2 separate regions of the Arachis hypogaea genome follow, and region 2 is linked to region 1. The links are chromatin contacts, called in public Hi-C maps. All regions are on one chromosome and are shown on one strand. Each heading gives the region's core, a stretch centred on a gene start, on an enhancer-like site or on the middle of the called end of the contact. The rest is flanking DNA. Distances are from core to core; before and after follow the strand shown.

Region 1 (6,690 bases), core at 251-2,750:
ATTGTCGATACTTACTAAATTGACTACTCAACTAACTTAAATTGATTATCAATAAAAATATTTAATTCAACGAATCTACAACTCTAATTTCCAGTGTGCTACTAAAAGTTTTAGAAATAGAAATATTTGAGTGCACATTATTAGAAAGAAAATTAATGAATCAGAGTGAAAATATTTGTATTAAGTATTAACTAACAGTCGCAACGCTCCGTGTATTTGGAAATTGCGTCGCAGTAATTCTTTTTTTTGACGTTATTTTTGGTAAATGATGATTTGAGAGCAATCCTTGAGAATATAACTCTCCGTGTTTCCATAATCAATAAAACCTCCAGAAAAAAAAAAAGGGAAAATTTGTAGAAGCTGTTACTACTCAAGAAAGAAAAAATTGATTAAATTTTAAAATAATAATTATAAATAGTAACTATTTTTACTTACATTATTGCTATATAATTAAAATTCAAAATCACTCGTAAGGATTTGACTTCAAATTAAGAAGCAAATAAATAAAATTTTCATTAATCATTAAGTACGAATAATTTTCATTTATTATGGAAGTAAAATAATTTCATATTTATATTAAATAAAATTTTTTTATTATAGAAATACAAAATAAATATTTATTTTTTAAATATATTTAAAACACTCCTTAAAAAAAAAAACCCATCATATCATTCAATAATTACATGGTACCCCAATTTTTGTTTTTCTTATTAGTGTTTGCCCTTACTACAATAATTTCAATTAATTAAACATGAAAAATCTTTTTCCATAACTAAAACTATAAATTGAAAGTATTTTAAAGAGAAAACATTTCATGTGTAGATAACTAAGAGTATCACACATTAAAAAAAAAAGACAAGAAAGAAAAAGTTTGACAATTGTTTTGTGATAAAAAAAAAAAAACTATTAGGCGGCCTTTGTTTTTGAGAACAGAACATGATAAGACATTGAGAACAAGATATAATGGACAGAGACATAAAATTTTGTGTTTTTGTATTTTGTTTGGTGATAAACTAGAACAAATTATAAAAATTCAATTTATTCTTTTTTTTTATTCAAAAAATTTGAGATGAAAAATATAATAATAAAAAAGTATAATTATAAAAAATTAACAAAAATAATGAAAGAAAAAATAAAAAATAACTTGTATCTCTTGTTAGTGTCTCCGTGTCCTTCATATCAGAATGGACACAAAATACACTAATTTATGACACATTGTCTCTGTTCATGTCTCCTTTGTCAAACACGATTTTGTATCTCTGTGTCCCTGTCTCAGTGTCCTGTCTCTATAAACAAACACAGCCTTAGATAGAAATTTAGTTAAATTAATTAAATTATTTAATCACTCTTAATTATTAATTTTACGTAAAATTGACTACACCTGACTTTCTACCTTGTTTCGTAAACCATAATTGAAAAACAAAATCTTGAAGTTGATATATGTTTTCCTAATGTTTCTCCGATAAAAATGTTTCATTATTAACAAAACACACGCCTTCTCACTCTCTTCCTTCCTTATTTGCGAAGAGTAGTAATTGCCTTTCATTCAATATTTTTTCGTTTTCATTTTCATTTTCACATTTTCACAAACACTCACAACTCTTCACTCCACAGGGCCCCTCTTCTCTTCTCTTCTCTTCTGTGTCCCCCCCTTAACCCCACTCTCTCTCTCTCTCTCTCTCTGCCTTTTACCCTAAAAGGAGTGTTCGTTTCTCTTCATAAGCGCCTCTCATGCGGCACTCTTTTCAGCCCCAAAAACCTTTCAGACAGAGATAGAGAGAGAAGAGAAGAGAAGACAACAAACACGCACTGCTTGGTTGGCTTCACTATACACCCATCTTTTTTGTTCTTATTTTCTTTCACTCACTTCTCTTCTCTTCTCAACACACACCCCATCTCTTATATTATCACAAAGTTTCATTCTTTATCGGTTTTTATTTCTGGGGTTGGATTTTTTGTTCAAAAAAAGTATATTTTTATTTATTTATTTGAGGCTTCTGCAATGGCACCAAGCTTTGATTGCGTTTCAAGCCTGCTCTGTGCAGAGGACACAAGCTTCTTCGATGATAATCCTTATGGGGGTAGTGGTGGTGCCATGGATGAAGTGTTTGATGAGGATTCATGGCGTCCTAGGTGTTATAATAATAAAAAAGGTTGCAACTTTGATGGTGATGAGGCAGATGGGTATCCATTGCAGAGTGATGAGTGTGTGGCAGTGATGATGGAAAAGGAGTGTGAACACTGGCATGGTGGTGCCGCTTACTTGAACAGGTTACAATCTGGGGATTTGGATTTTGGGGCCAGAAATGAGGCCATTCATTGGATTGAAAAGGTGTGTGTTCAAATACAGAAAGAGAAAGAGAAAGAGAGACTTCGGTTGTTTTCTTTTTCTTTTGTTTTTGCTCTTTCTTAATAGAGTCTAGTCCAATCATCTGATCTTTTCTTCTTCTATGTTTACTTGTATGAGATTAGTTTGGCTTTTTCTGACTCTGAATCATGATTACATTGATGGCCTAAAAATGAAATCTGAACCAGAACTTCTAAGCAGGGTTAATCGGTTTTTGGCAATAGGATTTGGATTCGGATGTTGAGAGTTCAATCTGGAAAGAGAGTTTGAAACAGTTTCTTAACTCATTCATTCAGCTTTTTATGATGGTTCTACTTTCATAAGTAAATTTGGACTAGATTTTCATTTTTTGTTTTTATAATAAGGATTTAGATGGAATCAAAATAAGATCAATGGTGTGATTAGCATTTTAGACTTATCTATGGTGTTATTGACTAATGGATGAACACATATGTTTGTTTTATAGGTTCGAGCACATTTTGGTTTTGGACCTCTATGTGAATATCTATCTATAAATTACTTGGATCGATTTCTTTCATCGTATGAATTACCAGTAAGTCAAGGAATCTGATAAAGAAAAAGTTTCATCTGCATTTTGTTATAATGTGCTGGTTTTGATCCAGCCTTTCCACTTGTAGAAGGGAAGAACTTGGACAATGCAATTGCTGGCAGTGGCCTGTTTATCAATTGCAGCGAAAATTGATGAGACTGAAGTTCCTTTCACCCTTGATTTGCAGGTAGAGTAGAAAAGTTTTCAATTTTGTTTCCTTAATATGCTTGGTAACTTGTGAAGTTCAATGCACTCATTTTTGCATGATGTTGATCACTGTCTTTTAATGCAGGTTGGTGAATCCAAGTTTGTATTCGAAGCTAAAACCATACAGAGAATGGAGCTTCTAGTACTAAGCACATTGAGGTGGAGAATGAATGCAATTACTCCATTCTCCTTCATTGATTATTTCCTTTCCAAGATCAATGATGGTAATGAGAGTCCATCATTAAGATCGTCGATCTTGCGATCCATCCAGCTTATCTTGAGTACCACAAGAGGTGAGTAATGTAATCTATTTAGGATAATTATGAAATGATGAGTTATCTTTGCTTCTATGTTCATTCTCCTGAAATGATTGATAATTATGAAAAGAGTCCGAATTAGAGAATGAATGATTTGTAATTGTGGAATGCAGGGATTGAGTTCTTGGAGTTCAAGCCATCAGAGATTGCAGCGGCAGTGGCAATATCTGTTGTCGGGGAAACCGAACCGGTTGACACTGAGAAAACTACTTCTGTTCTGATTCAATACATAGACAAGGTAATATACATGGTGATTGATCATATAAATGATGATTTAACTTTTTCCAAGTTAGTCACCATTTCTGATTTATCCAACTCGAGAGTCTAGAGTTTAGTTTGATGATAACTTTGAATACAATGAATTTGTGATTGTTGTTGTTTAATTGATCTTCTTACTTTTGTGTGATTTTTAGGGGAGAGTGTTCAAGTGTTTTGAATTGATCAAGGAACTTGCATTGAACATTGTGAATGTCAATGATCCAAATGGTTCTTCTTCTACAATCCATTGTGGTGTGCCTCAAAGTCCAATAGGAGTGTTAGATGCATTGTGCTTCAGCTACAAAAGTGATGACTCAAATGCAGGTTCATGTGCAAGTTCTTCACACACAACTCCAGATCCTAAAAGGAGGAAGCTAAACAAAACTTGTGGATCAGAGGCACTATTGTAGAGTCTTGTGGACTTGGGAATTTTATTTATTTATCAAAAGTTTCACCATCATCCATGGGATGCTTCTTTATTTTTATTTATTTTTTTCTTTTTTTTTCACCCCCAAGAAAAGGACACCATGTTCATTTTGTGGAAGGTTCCCCCTCTCTCTCACAAGAATACCAAAAGGGAAAATTAGAAAAGAAGAAGAAAAAAAAGAGCATAAGGAATAGTTAATGAAAGTATAAGGTAAGTCATGAGTGGAAGATGGGGACATGAAAATGAATAGAGAATAGAATCCACACATTGCATGCAATTGGCATGAATGAAGAAGGTTTAAGTAATCAAGAGCTGTTAAAAATAATTTTAGATATCTTAACAGCTACACAATAGAGGAAGTGATGGAAGAGAGTGGGGGAACAATGATCATTATTGTGTGTTTTTTTTTTTAAAAGAAATTTTTTTGTGTAAGTACAATCCTAGCTGTTTTCATAATTTCATTTGTTAAATTGTTCTACTTATGTAGTGAGAAAAATAGACCCAAAAAAGAGGCTGAGTTACTAGCATAAGTTATATTTTTGAGGGACATATTTTGTCTTAAGTTATAAGTATTGTGTCATTTTAAGTTACATGGAAAATAAAAATATTATCATTGTTCTCATGAAAAGGATTTTATACTCTTCTGTAATATTTCTTCAATTTTTTTTTGTTTATCTTTGTATAAAGATTAAAGTGAGAGATAAATTCCTAAAAATTTACATTTTGAACAGATTAGTCGCTAAAGAAAAAAAAAGTATCAATAAAGTTTTTTAAGATAACATATGTGGATAAGTAGTTCAAATTAAAACTCTCTCTTAATCGGGATTAATTTGAAGGTAATGTGTCTACATTTGCTATTTTGAAGGATTTTATTAGTCGGTTTGGTTCGGGTTCAAAATGAAATTAGAATCGAATCGATCAAAATGTAATTGGTTCGGTTTGGTTTGGATTTGTATTTTTTTGTCCATGTATCCGAACCAAATCAAACCGATTAAGAACAAATTGGTTCGGTTTGGGTAATTGGATACTCGATCATTTTGAAATTCATAAAAAACCAAAATTTTATTTTAAAAATTCAACAAGTACAATAAACATGTAACATTAATAAAAATAATCTAAACATGTTAAACACCAAATAAATTAAAAACTAAACTCATTAAAATCCAAACATATTAATAGTAAATAATCTCACTAAAAGCCACAAAAAGCCATATATATTTTTATTTTTTTATTTAATTAATATATGATCAGGTTCACGGGTTGGTTCGGATTCCGCACCCGCAGAATCGATACCCGAATCAATCACTAACAAAGATCATTGATTTGGTTCGGGTTGAACCCGATTACCCATTGGTTCCAGAACCAATTTAATTGGTTCGGTTTGAGTTTGAATAGGTAATCGGGTACCCACTACCCGTGCTCACCCCTATTTTATTAGTACTTCAATGAATGATTTGTTCAAAGTATAAATTTTTAAGGGTTTATTTGTTATTTTATTCTTGTATTAATTTATTTAGAAGAAAACTATTATTCTTAATGATGTAATTGACAAGATAGAAAAAAAAAAGTAGGAAAACTTTATTAGTAATTGGATGAAATGAAAGTGTTTGAATATTATTAGAGCATTGCTTAGATGTGTGGCAAAGATGATTGGTGTGTTGAAATGAAATAACACATGCAATTAACAGGTAAGCCCAGAAAGAAATGCACAAAAAGAGAACACTGTTTTTGTCATGTGAAGGGACAAACTTTAATCATGATTACAACATGAATCACCAATGATCATGACACATCTAGAGAAATATCTACTACTACACACAAATTTTAATAATTGAATTCAATTATTCCCTGAACTGATTAAAACTACACTATCACACACAATAATTTCAAGATTTTGTGTTTTTCTCTTGTATTACATTTTTCTTCTTTAAAAATAACTTTTTGAGTATCTCTTACATTACTATTTGGAAAAACCCCACACATTAAAATATTATTGTATTGATAAATAAAAAATGAAATGAATTTTGTTTATGCTAAAGTAAATTTTTCATTATTACCTAATACCAAATAATCTTTTAAAATTTAATTAATTAAATAGTTTTTATCAAGAAACTTTAAGAGAATAATTCTATGAAATCAACCTCAGAACATTTTGAGGTTTTTTTAATGCGATGTTTTTTTATAATAATGATCATCTTTGAGGTTTTGATGTTTTTTAAACTTATTTATTATTATATTTTTTTTTTCCATTTTTTGTTGGTATGAACTGATCAAATAAGATTCATAAATGAAATTAGATTAAACTTCTTGTTGGTTTTATTTATGAAATCATAATATAATGAAAATCAAACTCCATGGATGTGCAAGAAATTATTGAAAATAACCACCAAGCATATTGTAGTAAGTAAATCCCTCACTAGGAGGAAAATGGAAACATGAAATGAGAGTCTGTTCCTCCTTTTTTTTTTCTTTTTTTTGGTCGGATTTTTTTTTTCTTTAGGTTTCACAGTAGATCCTCCAACTTTGGGCTTGGGATATGATTCGGTCCATCATGAACAAGGCCGAGAGATTTTTTTTTTTTGGT
Region 2 (7,245 bases), core at 3,003-5,502, 36 kb before region 1:
GGGTCTCGTTGTTCTTTCGAAATAATTGTGAGGGTCGAGTGCGATATTCACTAAAAAAAATCTAAACTCTAATTCAAGATCCAAAGTCGTAATAAGCTGCTCATCAAATGTTATTATGATAATTACACATATTGTATTGAGAGTTTAAAATTAATTTGAATCATCGTTGATATACAAGTTCTTTTTTCATTTTAAAATAAAAATTCTAAATTTCTAATATGACTCGCTGTATTATTTTTTTTTAAAAAAAATAACAAATACTCTGAAAGCATTTTGCTAAAAATTTTAAAAAGTATTTTTTTTTTTAATATACAAACTACTAAATTGAAAAATAAACTTCTGGATAATATGTATTTAAAGTTTAGAAAGCCAAGTTTTTTTATAATCAACTTCAATTAATTTTTGTCTTTCTTAAAATAAATTTTTTTTACTCAACTTCTCCTATATTCATATTTATCAATATTTTGACTTTAATTCCAACAGATATTACACATTTCTTTTATCACTCATTTGGGATATTTTATTTCATTTTCAAATGTATTTTTGGTGGAATTAAAAATGTGGTTCTAGTATGTGATTTTTTATATTGAGTTGAAAATAAATATATAAAAATTTCGACTAACGGATAGATAATTAAGTTAGATTGTTATCATATTAAGATGAAATCAAACCAAAATCCAGCTTGTTACATGAAAAAACTATATGATGACGAATTATCGATTTAAGTTGTTATTATAACAAGTTGTAAAAACTATAAGATAACATTGAATCACTTTTACAAACATTAGAAATACAAATAGAACGATTTAAACGTTAAAAACACAAATAGGATTTATCCAAAATGTTAGGGACAAAAAACAATACTATACTCATAAATTATTGTATATTCAAGACGAAATTCGAAATCCGACCGCATAATTTCATTATGAATATGATTTAGCCGCCAATGGGTTATTGGAAGGAGGTCCAATAGAAGCAGTGGGTTGAAGTAACTCCAAATGGGAAAAACCCAAACACCCCAAAGTAACATGCATAAAACAACATTACTAGCTATATATATATATATTCCCGTTTGGCAACATTAACTGGTAACACTATGCTCTAGTTAGATTAAAGGCTGTACATACCTTTTTTTTTTTCATAAAAAATAGATATTTAGATTAAAGGTTGTAAATAATTTTTTAAGAAAAATGAAAATGATTGAAGAGAAGGCACATAGAGATCCGTTGTCACATTCAGCCAGAAGGCAAACAGCGTGCGCACAAGTTAAGGGCTGCCAATCTTAAATTGGATTTTTTTTTTTTTTAAATATGAGTTTGATATGTTTTTTTTTTTTTTTTACCGAAGATATGAAAACTCAAACTCACAACCTCTTAATTGAGTATGGAAAGACTATGCCATTTGAGCTATTGCTTCTTGGCTTTGATATGTTACCTTTTGATATATGTTTATAAATAAAAATAATAAAATTTATTTTATTATGAGTATATATAAAGATAATGTGGTAAAATTGACAATATACAGCATTCTTGATTATCTATTTATTTTTTGGCATACAATCTCGCATGATTATGTATTTTGTTTAACATTTATTAAGAGTAATACCCAAAATTAAATCAGTCTCTAACAAATTTTTAATCACACATTTTAGATCTCAACAACTTTTAATCATTAAATTAATTTTTAAATTTTTATTCCGTTAAACATATATATTCCTATTTCATATTATTTGTTTATATAAAATAACTAATTTAAAATTCTTATAAACTATTATGTCTTTATTAAATAACAATAGAAATTGAATTGTCTAAACTTTTATTAAAATTTGACATAAGAATTGATTTGCTTGATAAAATAAAAACTTAAAAACTAATTAAAAATTAAAATTTGTTAAAAATTAAATTATCCAACCAAAAATTTAAGGATGGATTTGGAATGTTACTCATTTATAAATGAAAACATTTCTTACCTCGAGTTAACTTTTGGGTGAGTTATACCCCTACACAATTTCACTTTATTTGATTTGACTAATGGAAAAAAATGAAAGATTTTGGGATTAATAGTAAGAAGGAGGAGGAGGGATGAAGGGGACAATAAAAATTTGGTTGCTAAAGTTTGAACCAAACACAATGTTCATTATCCCATTTTCCGAAGCATACATTGGCCCCAATGTCCCCATTACCCAATCGGCTTTGGTTGTTTGGATTTTGTTATGGATTTCGATAAAGACATTGCTTAAGCCAAGACAAGCGACTTTTGCCAACTCCATTGCTCTTCGTCGTTAAACTATTCCCTTCTAATCTCCATTATATTTCTATCTTTCTTTCTTTCTTTTTTTAGTTTAAACTTGTTATAATTTTAGGGTGCATTTGAAAAGCTTTTAAAGTAATTTTTTTGAGTTTTTGACTTATAAAAAGTAATAGTATTAATGTCTGGTGCAATTTTTAAAACCAAATTGCAATTTTTTAAGAAGTTATTTAGGAGTTTATAGAGAAGTAAAAAAAAAATGACTTCTCTTATAATGCTACTACTTTTTATCACATTTCTATAAAAAAATTATTTTTAGAACTAAAAATCCAAATACAAAATAACTTATTTATAAGCTACTTTTAATATAATCATTTATTGTTTAAGCTATTTTTTCAAAAGTAGCTTAATTAAGTTGTTTATCCAAATTGGGCGTTAGTATCCTAACCAACTTAAGTTAGCCAAGTAATTAACTTATTCGTCCATTTGAGTGTTAAAAATTCAAATATTATTTTGTGCATGTAGTAATTTATTGACTAACGACTTTTAAATAGAGTTCAAATCCACAAGATTACGACAAATTAATCTTTAGTTTATTTGAATTAGAAAATACGGAAGACAACTAAAAAAAAAAATTTAGTTTCCAATTTAGTGTTGAATGGTGTAATTAGAATCCTATATTACTTAAGACTCAAGAGTTGTGTTATTGGGTAATTATATTTTTATGAGTTACTTTAAAATTAAATTATATTTATTCAATCGCAATATAATATCTAAACCTAAGCCAATGTTAATGCGCTTTGGAAAAAGTAATTAAGGATCACAGTGCTCCTTGAATTTTAAAGCTTAAATCATAAATTTTAAAATATGAATTCTCAACTTTAAATATTAAATTATAAGTTTTATACTATAAAATAAAAATCTTAAACTAACCCTAAACTTTAAATTCTATACCATAAATTTAAATTTTAAATTATAAATTTTAAATTTGAGTTATTAATATAAAATACAATAAATAAAGAGTTAAATTTATTTAATTAGCAAAAAAAGCACACTTTTTAGTTCTTACTTAGTAAGAAACTTAAAAATAAATTATAAAGTTGTCCATGATTGTAATTATACTTCAATTGTGACTCTAGACACAAAATAAAATACCAACGAATAAACAAATGTGTAAAGATATTTATTAGAATACAAAATGATGATACGTTTATATTTATAATTAAAATTTATAAATAATATAATTAAATTAGATTTGTATTTACAGTTAAAATATAAATAAAATATAAAAATATAGTATTAACTGATTTTTAATATTTATGAAAAAACTTCATTACTCAGTTGTAAAAAAATTATTATTTTATAATTAATTATTTATTAAAAATACATGAAATAATAAATATATGGTGATAAATTTTTTATAATTGTAGAAACATTTTTTATTGTCAATATACGATCTTCTTCTTCAGTTTAGATTAAATTCTAAACTTAAGCACAGTAGCTTTTTTTTTCATATCTTAATTAAACATCATTTTTATTTTTTAGTCTGATAAGTTAAGAATTAATTCGTCGCAAATTTGAGTTATATTTAAAAAAATATATAAGACGAGATTTAAACTTTCGATACTTAGTTAAACAGATAAATGAATTGACTATTCGGTTAATTTAAATTAATTTTAAAGTATAAATGAACATGAAAGGATGTAATGAAGTTTAGGATTGAATAAATAATGGAAAGATTTTCAAGTGTATCGTCATATCGGTATATCAGTGATTTTTAACCGTTGATCTTAATTATAAAAATATAAAAAATATTATATTTTTTATAATTAAAATTAATGATTAAAAATTAATGATATACCAGTATGACGGTACACTTAAAAATCTTCCTAAATAATGTACGATTAGGGGTGAGGATTGAAGAAAAAGTGGTGTGTGTTGGAAAGGAATGTGAAGGTGCAGGGGAGAGTGAGTGTAATTAATCTCTAATGGACCCAATCTGAGTGCACGTGGGAAGTGGCAACCTACCTTCTAAAGTGTGGAAAAAAACAAAAGCTGTATAGTAGAATCGGTATACTAATAATTAATATTAATTTTTTCGTTAATTACACATTAAATTGCGAGTGGCATATTTAATTAATGAAGAATCAAGAATTAGTTGTTTGTGTCGTGGAGACACTCAGAGAAGATACGGCAGATGTTGTGGCCTTTTGTGATTCGTTAAGCTGCCATCCATTCGACTATTATAATTCATTGATTATTTTTGGTTTAATTATTCTGTTGGTCCTATAATTTCGTAAAATTTTTAATTAGATTTTTATACTTTTTTTTTAATTGGGTCTTTGCATTAAATTTGTTTTTCAATTGAGTCCCTATACTTTCTTTTCCTTTTATTTGAGTCCCTGCACAAATTTTTTTTTAGTTGGGTCCTTATACAATTAAAACAATTACTACTAAAAAGGACCTAATTGAAAAAAAAATTTGGTGCAAGAACCCAATTAAAAGAAAAAAAAGTATAGGAACCTAATTGAAAATTTCGCGAAACTATAGAGACTAATAGAGTAATTAAACCATTATTTTCAAGTGATCAGTTAATTCATTTGTTTTAAATATCTATATATAACAATTTATTAATCAATATAAAATTATAAATTTTTAAATAAAATTTAAATTTGTGATAAATTAATATTTGATAAACTAAAAAATATTATCTCTTAAATAAAAATATACAAATAATTGAATTTTATATTTTTTATTGTCAAAAATTTGTTATTATGTTGCTAAAATTTAAAAAATATAAATATAATTTCAGTTTACGACAAAAACAAACATATGTATAATTCACGTTTTAAATATAAAAAACTTCTTACATAATATAATTATTTATATAATTTTACTTAATAAAAATTTAAAAAAATTAATTTCATATCATAAAATATTATAGAATGAAATCTCACCCAATTTCTGATAATTTTATGGAACTCCTTTCTATCCTTTAACAAAAACATAATTCTATCGCAATCCCTATTCATTATTTTTGTCAGATATTCTGGTTTTTATGTCAAAGTCTCTAACAATAGAAAGTGGAGACAATCCTACATATCAGGTAACATTCCTACGTGTAACAAAAAGAATATTCTTATGTGTCATTGGATAATTTGTTTGCGATAATTCGCCTCTCGGTATAGTAAGCAAAACGTCAACATTATGAAAAAGTCAAAACATTGCGTTTCGCACCAATAACATTATATAGAAAGACTATTCTCTTCTTTTTCCTTCTTCACATTAACAATTACAGAAAATTCTAAGACAACACCCTTTTTCGGGCCAGAAATTATCCACCGAGAGATACTGTGACAAACGGCGAACGACGACGTGACAATACAGTGACGGCGAAGAGCTGACGTCATTATGACATTGTGGTGACAGGTTATACAAGGAACATGAGGTAGGTTTTTTGCTTTGTTTTCTAGCATTTTTTTATGTTTTGTTATGGTCCTGTGAGTGTGGTCTTGCTGGTGATCCTCCTTTACAATTTTATTGCATGCGATTTGGAGTTAATGACTTGTCTGGTTGTTAGGACAAATATTTTTTATTTTAGGATTTAGTAAAGAAATGAAGTAATGAAAATAAGTTAGCAATTTTTAATTAATATTGAATGAGGTATTATATGTTAATTAAAAATTAGTTTTTTTAGAATTTAGTTTAATTTACTGTTATGTTTGCTATAGATGGTTTATGAAATTGTGTTTGTGTTTCACCATGAAAGATGATTTAAAAGAGATGAGAATAGTGTGCTCAACTATATAGATGGTAAGGTTCACAAGTTTCCTAAGTTGGATATAGACTTTGTGAATTTTAAAGACTTAGTAAAAATGCTTAAGGAGTTAGGTTACCAAACTTATAAAAAAATGTACTGGCTAGATCTATTGTAGGGGATATTGAGTTTAGACTCCATATTTTCAAAAAAAAAAAGAGATTAATGAGATGTGTGATAACAAAATGGCTAACATGAAGACTGATGAGCTGTATATCTATTGTGATCATGATGTAAATAATCCTAAATTGTTGGAGGCTGCTATTGATGTGGAAAGAGATACTAACTCATCTAGTGATGATGGTTATGAGAGTGCAAAGATAAAGTTTACAAGCCTCCTCTATCTGTGTTTGAATATGATAATAGTAGTAGTAGTAGTGAGATTTTGACTAAAAAAAAGAGATTAACAACAACAAAAAAAATTGACAAAAAAAAAGAATGCTACTGTAAATAAGAGAAATGTCACTTCATAAAAGAAGAATGTCAAGACAAAAGAAGTTGTGGGTCACTCTTCTAAGACTCAAAAGAAGAAGGCAGCAAAGATATATGTGGGCAGGACTAAAAAATATATTTTAACTCAACCAGATATTATGGATGGACAGAATATTGGGTCTACAACAGCAGCAAACCTAAATGATGATATAGGAGGCCCAAATGTCAGTAATGGAGGCCTAGAAAATATCAATGGAGATAAGCCCAACTCAGAGCCAATTGATGAAGAGGTGGATAGTGATGTTGAAAAGCCTTATGTGTATGAGTTTGAAGTTTTTAACTCTCCTATTTCACCTGATAATGAAGAAAGACCAAAATATTCAGAGTATGATGATAAAACTGATTATGGAGATGTTAAGTTTTAGGTAGGATAATTGTTTGATACAATAGCTCAATTCAAATTAGCATTGAAGGACATGCTTGCATATGAAGGAAAAGAGTTGTAGTACTTAAAAAATGAATCGTTGAGAGTTAGGACTAAGTATGTTGAAGATAGTTGCCATTGGCTTATTTTTACCTCATAGAATAGCCATAAGCTTTGTTTCCAAGTGAAGACTTATCAAAAGGAGCATAAATGTGGAAGAAACTTGACAAGTAACATAGCTACTAGAACTTGGGTAACTAGCAAGTTGGTGAAGAGGGTGATGACACAGCCAATGCTAACCCCTAAAGAAGTAATTGAGCACATA

Evidence for each region. A called contact is a pair of places that touch in the nucleus more often than the background predicts.
Region 2: a Hi-C map of leaf shows a contact between it and region 1, with 2.2 times the contacts expected there. The contact joins the enhancer-like site here to the promoter of LOC112765179 in region 1. A contact is called at or near these places in 3 of 8 Hi-C or Micro-C datasets (leaf and an unstated tissue).

What each region holds. Positions count from the first base shown.
Region 1 is chr17:130,131,530-130,138,219 of arahy.Tifrunner.gnm2.J5K5, reverse strand. LOC112765179 (cyclin-D4-2) reads left to right here and starts at 1,500. Exons shown (of 6, transcript XM_025811061.3): 1 at 1,500-2,332; 2 at 2,814-2,900; 3 at 2,986-3,084; 4 at 3,190-3,397; 5 at 3,535-3,659; 6 at 3,835-4,139. The coding sequence starts at 2,003. The coding sequence ends at 4,089.
Region 2 is chr17:130,169,973-130,177,217 of arahy.Tifrunner.gnm2.J5K5, reverse strand. No RefSeq gene overlaps it. Among protein-coding and RNA genes, the nearest start is that of LOC140180880, 18 kb to the right of the region's middle. Within about 2 kb of position 4,252, at least 3 of the 3 cell types and tissues checked have open chromatin away from gene starts, as enhancers often do.